2 separate regions of the Capra hircus genome follow, and region 2 is linked to region 1. The links are chromatin contacts, called in public Hi-C maps. All regions are on one chromosome and are shown on one strand. The core of a region is the stretch at or near the end of the contact, and the rest is flanking DNA. Distances in the headings are between cores, read along the strand shown. Region 1 overlaps LOC106502635. Region 2 has its middle 17 kb from the start of PTGS1.

The links. A called contact is a pair of places that touch in the nucleus more often than the background predicts.
Region 2: a contact with region 1 is called in a Hi-C map of blood, with 13 times the contacts expected there. The contact joins two enhancer-like sites. A contact is called at or near these places in 3 of 5 Hi-C or Micro-C datasets (all in blood).

Annotation. Positions count from the first base shown.
Region 1 is chr11:92,591,672-92,597,549 of ARS1.2, forward strand. It overlaps LOC106502635, which reads left to right. Exons shown (of 7, transcript XM_013967758.2): 4 at 4,900-4,958; 5 at 5,070-5,157; 6 at 5,352-5,552. Among named protein-coding and RNA genes, the nearest start is that of TTLL11, 18 kb to the left of the region's middle. Within about 2 kb of position 2,935, at least 1 of the 5 cell types and tissues checked has an H3K27ac peak or open chromatin away from gene starts, as enhancers often do.
Region 2 is chr11:92,806,253-92,812,130 of ARS1.2, forward strand. No RefSeq gene overlaps it. Among named protein-coding and RNA genes, the nearest start is that of PTGS1, 17 kb to the right of the region's middle. Within about 2 kb of position 3,014, at least 1 of the 5 cell types and tissues checked has an H3K27ac peak or open chromatin away from gene starts, as enhancers often do.

The sequences.
Region 1 (5,878 bases), core at 1,685-4,184:
CCTCAAGAGCTGATCTTTGGCCAGTAGCAGTCCCAGCCTCTTCAGAGCTGTCCCTGGAGCCCCTACAGATGTCTTGTACCAATGAAAGAAAGAAAGTGAAGTAGTTCAGTCATATCCGACTCTGCGACCCCGTGGACTGTAGCCTACCAGGCTCCTCCATCCATGGGATTCTCCAGGCAAGAATACTTGCCTGGGTTGCCATTTCCTTCTCCAGGGGATCTTCCCGACCCAGGGATGGAACCCAGGTCTCCCGCAAGCAGGCCCTCTGAGCCACCAGGGAAGTCCCTGGGGGCAAAATACCGCTCTTGATGTGCGGTGCATCAGCCTTCAAATGATGGGTCAGAGGTGCAGGCTGGAGTGGGTGGGGTTACTGAGGGTGGGGCTCCCCCCATGCATCACATGAACCTTGCCTCTTCGTGGTGCCTGCCAGCTGGCCATCTCAGAGGGGCAGGGGCTGTGGGCAAAAGCAGGGCCGGGAGGCCTCAAACCTGGGACCCAGTCCTGCAGTTCCAGACCTTGGGCTGCATGACCCTCTTGTTTCGGAGCCTGCTCCTGTCCAGGACTCAGATGGGACGCCCCGAGGGGCAGCAGAGCAGGGGAGTCGTGGCCGCCACCTTGCACCAGCCCGCTTCCAGGCTTGGGCCCAGACCCCGATGGTGTCACTTCTTAGTGAGGTTACTACATCAGAGGAAAGGAAATCAGTCCTGAATATTCATTGGAAGGACTGATGTTGAAACTGAAACTCCAATACTTTGGCTACCTGATATGAAGAACTCACTTGAAAAGACCCTGATGCTGGGAAAGATTGAAGGTAGGAAGAGAAGGGGACGACAGAGGATGAGGTGGTTGGATGCCATCACCGACTCAATGGGCATGAGTTTGAGTAAACTCCAGGTGTTGGTGATGGACAGGGAGGCCTGGCATGCTGCAGTCTATGGGGTTGCAAAGAGTCAGACACGACTGAGCGACTGAACTGAACTGAAATCAGACTAAAGCCTCTCAGCCTCAGCCTTCTTGCCGTCAGGGAATGGAGGGTGGACTCCCTACCCTTCCCCTGTGGAGTCCTGACCTGGTTAAGGACAGAGGTCACACCCTCCTGGGTAAGACCGGAGGGACTGTCTTCTGCTTAACAGGGTGTTTAGCAGCATCCCTGTAGCACCTCCTGAGATGTGACAACCACGAATGTCTCCAAACATTAACTAACGTCCCCCAAGAGTAAAAGTACCCCTGGCTGAGAATGTCTGCCCTGGACAAATCTCTCCATTTCGTTTGCCCTCTGTTTCCCGAAACATAAAAGGGGAATCAACGGTGGCCTAGGAGAAAAGCTAACTTGCATTAGTGCTCACTAAATATGTTCAGTTACTATGAGTTTTAGGTTTTAATTCATTGAATCCTCACTGTAGCCTTAAGGGTGGGCTTTATTCTCCCCACCTTCAGTTCAGTTCAGTCACTCAGTCGTGTCCGACTCTTTGCGACCCCATGAACTGCAGCATGCCAGGCCTCCCTGTTCATCACCATCTCCCGGAGTTCACTCAGACTCACGTCCATCGAGTCCATGATGCCATCCAGCCATCTCATCCTTGGTCATCCCCTTCTCCTCCTGCCCCCAATCCCTCGCAGCATCAGAGTCTTTTCCGATGAGTCAGCTCTTCTCATGAGGTGGCTAAAGTACTGGAGTTTCAGCTTTAGCATCATTCCTTCCAAAGAAATCCCAGGGCTGATCTCCTTCAGAATGGACTGGATGGATGTCCTTGCAGTCCAAGGGACCCTCAAGAGTCTTCTCCAACACCACAATTCAAAAGCATCAATTCTTCGGCACTGAGCCTTCTTCACAGTCCAACTCTCACATCCATACATGACCACAGGAAAAACCATAGCCTTGACTAGCCGGACCTTAGTCGGCAAAGTAATGTCTCTGCTTTTGAATATGCTATCTAGGTTGGCCATAACTTTTCTTCCAAGGAGTAAGCGTCTTTTAATTTCATGGTTGCAGTCACCATCTGCAGTGATTTTGGAGCCCAAAAAAATAAAGTCTGACACTGTTTCCACTGTTTCCCCATCTATTTCCCATGAAGTGATGGGACCAGATGCCATGATCTTCGTTTTCTGAATGTTGAGCTTTAAGCCAACTTTTTCACTCTCCTCTTTCACTTTCATCAAGAGGCTTTTTAGTTCCTCTTCACTTTCTACCATAAGGGTGGTGTCATCTGCATATCTGAGGTTATTGATATTTCTCCCGGCAATCTTGATTCCAGCTTATGTTTCCTCCAGTCCAGCATTTCTCATGATGTACTCTGCATATAAGTTAAATAAGCAGGATTACAATATGCAGCCTTGACGTACTCCTTTTCCTATTTGGAACCAGTCTGTTGTTCCATGTCCAGTTCTAACTGTTGCTTCCTGACCTGCATACAGATTTCTCAAGAGGCAGGTTAGGTGGTCTGGTATTCCCATCTCTTTCAGAATTTTCCACAGTTTATTGTGATCCACACATTCAAAGGCTTTGGCATAGTCAATAAAGTAGAAATAGAAATTTTTCTGGAACTCCCCACCTTACAAGAAAGGAAATAAAGGCATTCAGAGGCTGAGTAACAGCCCCCCACCCCGGGTCGTACAGCTAAGAAGTGGCAGATTTGAGCAAGGCTGCTTGACTTGCAGCCCTGGGCTCATAACCAGCAAGGCAAACTTCAGGCTGAACCAGGTAATGCGTGGAAAGTGCATTGCACTATAGCTGGAATGTCTGAGCTCTCAGTAAACGCTATCACTGGCCTGCGGTATCTCCAGTTGATTCTGAGACAGCTAAGAGTTACTGAGTCATGACTCTGCGCTGAGTTAATCGCTCTTCATCCTGTGAGGAAGAACCTTCTCTCTCCAGGTTGCTGAGGGCACGTGGGCAGGGCGTGGGCCAGGATCACACCGCCAGGTGCAGGGCAGCCCGCCTCAGCGTGGCCGGTGGCTGGACCCAGGATGCGCGGGACAGGCTCTCCCCGCCTCGGCCAGAGCCATCAGGAGGAAGGAGGGGGGCAGAGTGGCAAAGGTGCCCCCCCTCCCCTCCCTTTGTGTTAAACCAAACTTCCTAGGCTGTACAGTATTGAAAACCAGCTGTGGTTAGTTACTAACAGTTAGAAACCTTCAAAATGTTGAGATTTCACATTAAAATCTGTATTTACTGCTTTTCTCCGAAAAGATTGTAAGAGATAGTTCACCGGTACAGGTAATAAGAGCAGGCGCTGTGAAGTCAGACTCTGTGGACTCCGAGCCCACCTCCGCCACTAACTCACGGCGTGTCCTTGAATTACGTAACCTCCCTGTGCTGTGGTTTCCGCGTCTGTGTAACGGGGACGATGACAGTGCTTGCCTCGGGACTGCCACGAAGACTACACGAGAAGACGCTTGCATATCGCGTCTTTAGGGCAGCCCTAGGAATTCCCCAGGCTTCCCTGGTGGCTCAGACGGGAAAGCGTCCGCCTGCAATGTGGGAGACCTGGGTTCGATCCCTGGGTCGGGAAGATCTCCTGGAGAAGGAAATGGCAACCCACTCCAGTATTCTTGCCTGGAAAATCCCATGGATGGAGGAGTCTGGCAGGCTACAGTCCATGGGGTTGCAGAGAGTCAGACACAACTGAGTGACTAACACTTTCACTCTTTTCAGGAATTCCCTGGTGGTTCAGTGGTTAGGACTCGGTGCCTTCACTGCTGGGGCCCAGGTTCAATTCCTGGTCAGAGAACTAAGATCCCACGAGCCATGCAGTGCACCAACCCCCCTGCCTCCAAAAGAAAAGAAAAAGCTCTATATACGAAAGAAGCATTCAAGATGTTAGCTGTTATTGTTTTTATCATCGCTTGCCAGTGTTAGTATCAGGCAATGCTGACTCCACATTCTCCCTCATGCATGGCAGCAAAAAACAGCACCGCCGAATTATGCTGCCTATCAGATGGGGAGTGAGATTTTCCATTACCTGCAGCTCCCCGCACCACAAACCCCAAGCTGAGGCCCTTAAAAGGGCACTGTACAGGGGCCTGACTCTTGGTTGCCAAGTTACTCTGGATGGTCACTGTGTCTGTCTGGGCCACAGTTTCCCCTTTCATAAACAGAAGCACAGAACCTGGAAAACTGAGAGAAGCCAGACACAGAAGGCCACACAGGGAACGGTTCCCTTGGAGCATGATGTCCTGAAAAGGCAAATCCATAGAGACAGTTAGGTGAGTGACTGCCCAGGGCTGGGGGGTGGGGAGTGACTCTCAAGGGTACAGCGTTTCTTATGGGGCAGAGAAAATGTTCAGGAACCAGACGGAACCAGAAAGAATTCATATAACCCTGCAAATATACTAAAAAGCATGGGATTGTGTACTTTAAAAAGCTGAGTTTCATGGTAGGTGAATTCTATCTCAATTTCTAATGTTCCAAAAGGGGAGTGTCAAGGCTCGCCTGGTATGAGGTTTGATGGGATCAAGTGAGAAATGGGCTACAAAGCACCAGGCCCCAAATGGGTACATTCTAAGTACCCCAGCCACAGTTGGCTTGGCCCCCTTCTTGGAACTGGGGGCTGGGGGCTGGGGGCTTCTGACGACTTGCCTGGATTTTTCTTCCCTCCTAGAATTCTGTATGGTCAAGATCTGGCTGGAGTCTTTTTACCTTTAGAGGCCAAGGCCACAGCCAATCTTGGCTCTGGTCAAGGACTGTGAGCAGGGCAGGGCTGGCCAGCTTCCCTGCAAGTCACAGCTGCCCTCATGTCCCAAGGAGCCCCCATTCCCATGGAGAACTCAGGTAGCCCCTAATGATCCTGCCCTCTCTGCACTGAGCCTGGGTCTGTTCATTTCCTGCATGGGAGGCTGGGACCTCACAACTCTTACCCAGGGCATGGCCTGGCCCTTCTCATATCTCCCATCTCTCTGCAGAGGCCAGACCTGCCAGAGGATGAGGGCTCAGCTCTATGGCTGCGTGATCCCACCCACAGGTCTGGAGACCCCTCAGCTCAGCCTTAGCCCCTGACCTGCCTGGGCTCAGCTCCCGCCTGGCCTGGTGGCTGCCAGGTGTAGCTCATGCTTTGCATCTCCCCATTCTCCAGAATCTTCTGTGTGTGCCACGACACCCTGGACCTGGAGATGTTTGACTCCCTCAAGACACCCTCCAGCATCATGTCTTCCAAGAAAAAGGTGAAGCTCCCTCCCCCAGGCCTATACAGACCTACCGATGTCCACACTTTCGTGTTCGCTGATCTAGGCCTGTGTGTGTGTGTGTGTGTGTGTGTGTGTGTGTGTGTCTGCACTCCTGTAGCCCCGCTGTTTACACTTGCCTCAGCCTGAAGGGGCTGTGCTCCTAATGCCTGCCCCCACATTGGTGTACACAGTCTGTTTCGCCTGCACGGAGCCTGCCAGCCCTCACCAGAACCCACTGCACGTGGCACACCAGACCAGCGACACGCCATGGATGTTCAAACACACACAACTCCAGCATCACCGTGACTAGCAAGACCAGCAGTGCTCCCAGGCTCCAGGGGGCCCCAGATCCTGGAGGGCCCAGACAAGCTGTTGGCTTCAACTGCTTCAAGGTACTCAAGGCAGGTGTGCAGGTGCAGCTGGGAGGCTGCCCACAGGTGGGTGGAGTCTAGGTATAAGGATTAGGAGGTGCTTCCGGTGTGAAGAGCGTGGAGTTCACAACCCTCCTCCCACCTGAGCCTCTCCCAGCACCTGCGTCTCTCCTCTCTATGGAGCACCTGCCATGGCTCCAGACCCTCAGTCTCGCCCCAACAGCAGCAGATACAGAAGGCTGACGCATGCGGGACAGTGGCTAGTGGGCAGATGAGCAGGGTGGGTGGGTACCATCCTAGTGATTCAGGCCTGACTGGCCGTGGCCCCTGAGGTCAGCTCCTTGAGG
Region 2 (5,878 bases), core at 1,764-4,263, 210 kb after region 1:
TCATGTTCAGTGTATCTATGCACAAATGTCACCTTCTCAGCTAAACATCTATGCTGTGCTTAGCTGCTCAGTCATGTCCGACTCTCTGTGACCCCAAGGACTGTAGCCCACTAGGCTCCTCTGTCCATGGGGTTCTCCAGGCAGATATCCTGGAGTGGGTTGCCATGCCTTCCTCCAGGGGATTTTCCCAACCACCAGGGAAGCCCAAGAATACTGGAGGGGGTAGACTACCCCTTCTCCAGGGGATCTTTTCAACCCAGGAATCGAACTGGGGTCTCCTGCATTGCAGGCGGATTCTTTACCAGTTGAAGTACCAGGAAGTCCAAACATCTATGTTTTTTTTGTTTACTTGCTTAGTCCTGTTGGACTCTTTTGCCACCCCAAGGACTGTAGCCCTTCAGGCTCCTCTGTCCATAGGACTTCACAGGCAAGAATACTGGAGTGGTTGCCGTTTCCTACTCCAGAAACATCTATAACCACCCATTTAAAAGAGACCCAATTTCCCGTGCCAGTCTCTTATTTTCTCCCATAAGAGTATCACTTAAAAATTTTTTTTGTCGAAGTATAGTTGCTTTACAATATCGTGTTAGTTTTCTGTTTATAGCAAAGTGAATGAGCTATAGGTATATACACATCCTCTCCTTTTTGGATTTCCTTCCCATTTAGGCGATCACAGAGCATTGAATAGAGTTCCCTGTGCTACACAACGGGTGTTCAGTGGTTACCTATTTTATACATAGTAGTGTCTGTCTGTCACTTTCAAATACACGATATATTAATGATTCAGTGATGTGTGAGGCTCACTGCTTTCCCCCTGGCCGCACTGCTGGCTGCAGGAGACCGGGGCGTCTCTGGTTTTGCTCCCTGCTGAATCGCAGCGCCCAGCGCAGGCCGCGGGCGTTGCAGACACGCGGGCAGCTGGGTGGGGGACTGTGCGGGATTGAGAGGGTCCCTGGGTGCCCCGCGCGCCCGGGCCTCTGAGCACGCGGGGACCCGTCCCACCTGAGCCAGCCGCGGGCTCCGTGCGCCGGGAAGGGACGGACGCCCACCGGCTGCCGCCTCTGCCCCCCCCCGCGGCCCTTCCCCGGCCCCCGCCGTCTCCCGGGGCGCGACCCGCTGTACCGGCGCGGCCGGCAGGGCTCCGGCTCACTTCCCGGCGGCCGCGGGGCGGGGAGCGGGCGCGGGGCCGCGGCGGGCCGGGCGGCAGGAAACGGCGCATTGTTCGCCGGCCGCGGCCCCGGGCAGGGAGTTCCCGGCCCCGCGCGAACATAAAAGGACAAAGCAGCGCCTGCCGAGCGGCCTGCCGGCCAGCGGCCTGGGCGGCCGGAGGAAGCGCGGCCCCGCGCTCCGTTGACCCCCGGCATCCGCTCCAGGGGATGCACCCCACCCCTGCGGCCCGGCGTCCGCGGGTTCGAATCCCGGCTCGCCGCCTTCCGAGCTTGCGTTTCCTCGGGTGTGAAAGAAAATAAAGCTCCTGAAAGCCCACCTCCGTAGCAACCCAGGCGCTCCCTGCGTCCCGCCCCTCCCCTCTGTCCCCTCCAGTCTGCTAGTCCCACTGAAAACCTAGCCTTGCGCCGCAGTCCCTTGGGAACCGAAGGGAGGCGGTGAAATCCCAGCTGCAGGGCGAATGTTTTATCTACTAAAAATCGCCCACCAGTGTAGCTTGAGTGACACTCCTTTGTGCAAAAGGCGCTTCCCATGACAAACGCCCCCAAAGACCCTTTTCAGGATGGAACTTGGTCTGCAGGCTCTGTTATGGATGGGGAAACTGAGGCCTGGCGGGGTCGGGAGAAGACTAGCTCAAGATCATCACAGAAACGGTATCCAACAGCCTTTATGCAAATAAAGGGTCTTTTTTTCTGGCGCTTGGAAGGGCAGTAGTTTTTGTTGTTGTTGTCCATCTCAAAATCGATCAAACGAACAGGGTTACTGGTGTGGCTGTTTTCAAAGCACCTTTCCCACTCGTTTCTCATTTGATCTTCACATCCCCTGGGAGGTGGGCTGAAGTGAACTGCGGGGTGAAAAGGAGAAGCGTCTGGCACAGGCAGGTTGAGGAAGGCGGAGAGGGGCTTGTCCCTGGTCTGTTTTGCGTGCTCAGACCTGTCCAACTCTTTGCCACCCCATGGACTTTAGCCTGCCAGGCTCCTCTGTCCATGGGATTTCCCAAGCAAGAATACTGGAGTGGGTTCCTGGTCCCTTCTCCAGGGGATCCTCCCGACCCAGGGATTGATCCTGTGTCTCCGGTATTGCAGGCAGGTTCTTTACCATTGAGCCTTTAAGAGATATTAATCCCTGTGACTTTAGCAGCATACTCTTGGGTGGGGCTGTATTTGCAGAAGGGTTAAGATTTAATCAAGGTAGAAAAGACCCTGATGCTGGAAAAGATTGAAGGCAGAAGGAGAAGGGGCGAGAGAGGATGAGGTGGTTGGATGGCATCATTGACTCCATGGACATGAATTTGAGCAAACTCCAGGAGATGGTGAAGGACAGGGAAGCCTGGCGTGCTGCAGTCCATGGGGGTCGCAAAGAACTGGACATGACTGAGCAACTGAACAACAACAGTAAGCCCACCCCATTCTAGCCCAGCCCACCCCAGCCAACAGTGCTGAGGTTTGCCCTCCAGGCCAGGACTGTACTCTAGCCTTTGAAGGAAAAGGTGGAATCCTCACTATTTTACAGAAGGGCCCAGAGAGGTTAAGTGACTTGAACCAGGTCACGCAGCAAAATGCAGAGACCTTTCACCCAACAGCCAGAGGAGAAACCAGTCCCTGAGTGCTGGAATTTGGGGGACCTGTTATGGGGTGCCTTCACCCCCTGGGCCAGGAGATTCTGATTATGGAGAAGCCGCCCTCACTCCACTCCGCCCCCGCCCAGCCTGGGAACCCTACACCAGGGGTAATTGAGATCAGATGCGGCTGTGACCCATGGAATGCTCCCCAGGAACCTGGAAGCATTTATTGTCTGGAAGAGAATCCAGGGCCCACTGTAGGCTGCCCTCCCTCCCCACTCCCCCTCGCTGCCTCTTCCCCAGGCGGCTAAAGGTGGATAGGGGCCCTGAGGAGCCCCTGGTGCTGCCTGGGGGTTAGTGCAGCCGGCCTTGATGAATACGACTGCTGAAAGCGCCTTCCTGGCTTCCTCCTTCCTGGGGATATGGTTACAGGGGGCCAGACTTCCTGCCCAGCCCGCTCGACTTCCAAGTGTGGATCTGCAGGCTCTCTAGGCTGGCGACTCCGCAACTCCACCCCCTCCTCCCAAGCAGGCCCAGCTCATTCAGAGCTCAGCTCAAATGTCACCTCCTCAGGGAGGCCCTCCCTGACCACCCTATAAGAACTAGCCCACTTACAGACTACTCTGTCAAATTTTCTTCATATCATTTCTCTCTCTCTACTTGGTGGGTTTCTATGTTTTCTTATAATAATGTTTATTTCTTCTCCACCTCCCACCCCCCAACCCCAAATGTGATCCCTGTTGAGGCATGGGACTTTGTCTTGTTGGCTGTGGTATTCTGGGGCCAGGAACTCTGCCTGGGACATAGTAGGTGCTCAATAAATAAAAGCAATGAATTGAACCTTTCCCTTTGGCCTCTGAGCTTGGTACTCAACCTTGAATTTCTGCTCTGAGCTGGTGTGTCTGGCTTTTAATCTCACTTTTTGGGTCCAAGACTCCAGTTTCTAATGGTTTGTCAATTTTTTTGTCTTCTCAAAGAAACAGCTTTTAGTTGTACTAATCTCTACTATTGTTTCCTTCATTTCTTTTTCATGTATTTCTGCTGTGATCTTGATGATTTCTTTCCTTTTCCTAACTTTGGGGTTTTTCTGTTCTTTTTTCCAGTTGTTTTAGGTGTAAAGTTAGGTTGTCTATTCAATATTTTTCTTGTTTCTCGAGGTAGGACTGTATTGCTATAAACTTCCCTCTTAGAACTGCTTTTGCTGCGTTCCATAGGTTTTGACTGATCATGATTTCATTGTCATTTGTTTCTAGGAATGTTTTTATTTCCTTTTAAATTTCTTCAGTAGCCTGTTCGTTATTTAGAAATGTATTGTTTAATCTCCATGTGTTTGTGTTTTTTACAGTTTTTTTCCCCCCTGTAATTGACATCTAGTCTCATAGCGTTGTGGTCAGAAAAGATGCTTGATATGATTTCAGTTTTCTTATTTACTGAAACTTGATTTGTGACCCAAGATGTGGTCCATCCTAGCAAAGCTCCACTTTCTGAAGTTCATGCTCCTGCTGGCACTGATTGTCTTAGCCTCTCACCTGGGAGCTCCCAGGTGATCTCTGACCTCACATCTCTGACTCCTCTTCTTTGCCCTCCTCTCTCCAGCCTCTGTTGTATGACAATAGGTAAGTCTCTTGCCTTTTCCTGAGCCAGGAGAATTCTTCAAACAACAGCTTTCACTGGAGCTCAGAATGTGAGTCCTAACAGGGTGGAAGGTGGGAAGGGGGCCTGACCCCTGAGTGCCTGGCTTTTGCCATCTGCCCTTCTGTTGTCCCCAGCACAGCTCTGCAGTCCCCTGCACCTTTGAAGGGCTTCCTGGTGGCTCAGATGGTAAAGACTCTGCCTGCAATGTGGGAGACCCGGCTTCAATCCCTGGGACGGGAAGATCTCCTGGAGAAGGGAATGGCAACCCACTCCAGTGTTCTTGCCCGGAAAATCTCATGGACAGAGGGGCCTGATGGGCTACAGTCCATGGGGTCGCAAAGAGTTGGACACAACTGAGCGGCTCTGACTCACTCAGTCACATCTTTGAAGAATCTGTAGTTTGAAACCCTGAGATGTGATGACTCAGTCTCTTTTAGCTTCATAATTCTACAGTGCTGTTACTTAGATATATGTCTGGTCTTCAGCATTCAGAGTTATTCATTCACTCATTCATCAAACATTAATCGGCCCCAGTTGTTTGCCAGGCTTTGCTCTCCTCTCTGTCCTCCAGTGTCCTGTGTCCATCTTCTGGATCCCTTCTCTCATTCAACAAGCAGTCCAGGAGCACGTTTCATGTGCCAGGGTCATGATTCTCAGAGGATTTGGGCAGAGTGGCTACCGGCCAATACGGTACCTTTGTGTGACTTTGGAAAAGGCGCTCCCTTCTGGGAGGATGTGGCCTTGCTGGACTCCAGCTTGACAGCAGAAAGTGAAGAAAAAGGTGACTATCTCCTTGGCAGACAAGGCGCCCATGTGGGCACCGGCTGGCTGGATTTCAGACACCTTGCACCGTGCACAGACTTCATGAGCGGCCCCATGGATGTGCTTGGTTTAATGCTCTTCTGTCACCGTTGTGAAGTTTTAAACAATTTTTGAACGAGGGGCCCACTGTTTCATTTTGCACCGGCCCCTGCAAATTATGTAGCTCATCCTGATCCTTCACACAGTAGGATCCCACAGAATAGGGGGAAAAAGGCAGAGTAGTGAAAGAAAACACCAGAAGGGGAGGGAGCAAAGGACCTCAATTGCCAGGGTGAGGGGCCTGGATGGTCCTCTGTGTGATCTGGTAAGGGTCCCCAACCTCCACCCTAACGAGAGCAGGTCAGTATAAATTTCTCCTCTGTACATGGGATGGGTGAAGAGCACTTAGGATTTTGTTTAAAAAAAAAAAAAAAAGATGTCGCCTCTGCAGATATATTTGAGAGCCTCATCTATTAGGGGTAGAAAGCCAGAGAGGAGGTTAGAAGTACCTCTGCCAGCTTCTGGCTCTCTTGAAGGGTTCGGACTCTTTATAGACGAGAACCTGAGCCTCAGAGAGGAGCAGGTGTGGGTCACAGGCAGTATTAGAACCCAGGATTCCTGCTCCCTAGATCAGGGCTGTTTGACTCTGTACCTGTAAGAATTCGGGTTCATAGCGCGCTGGATGAGGCCCCAGGTCCATTTCCCCAGGTCTCC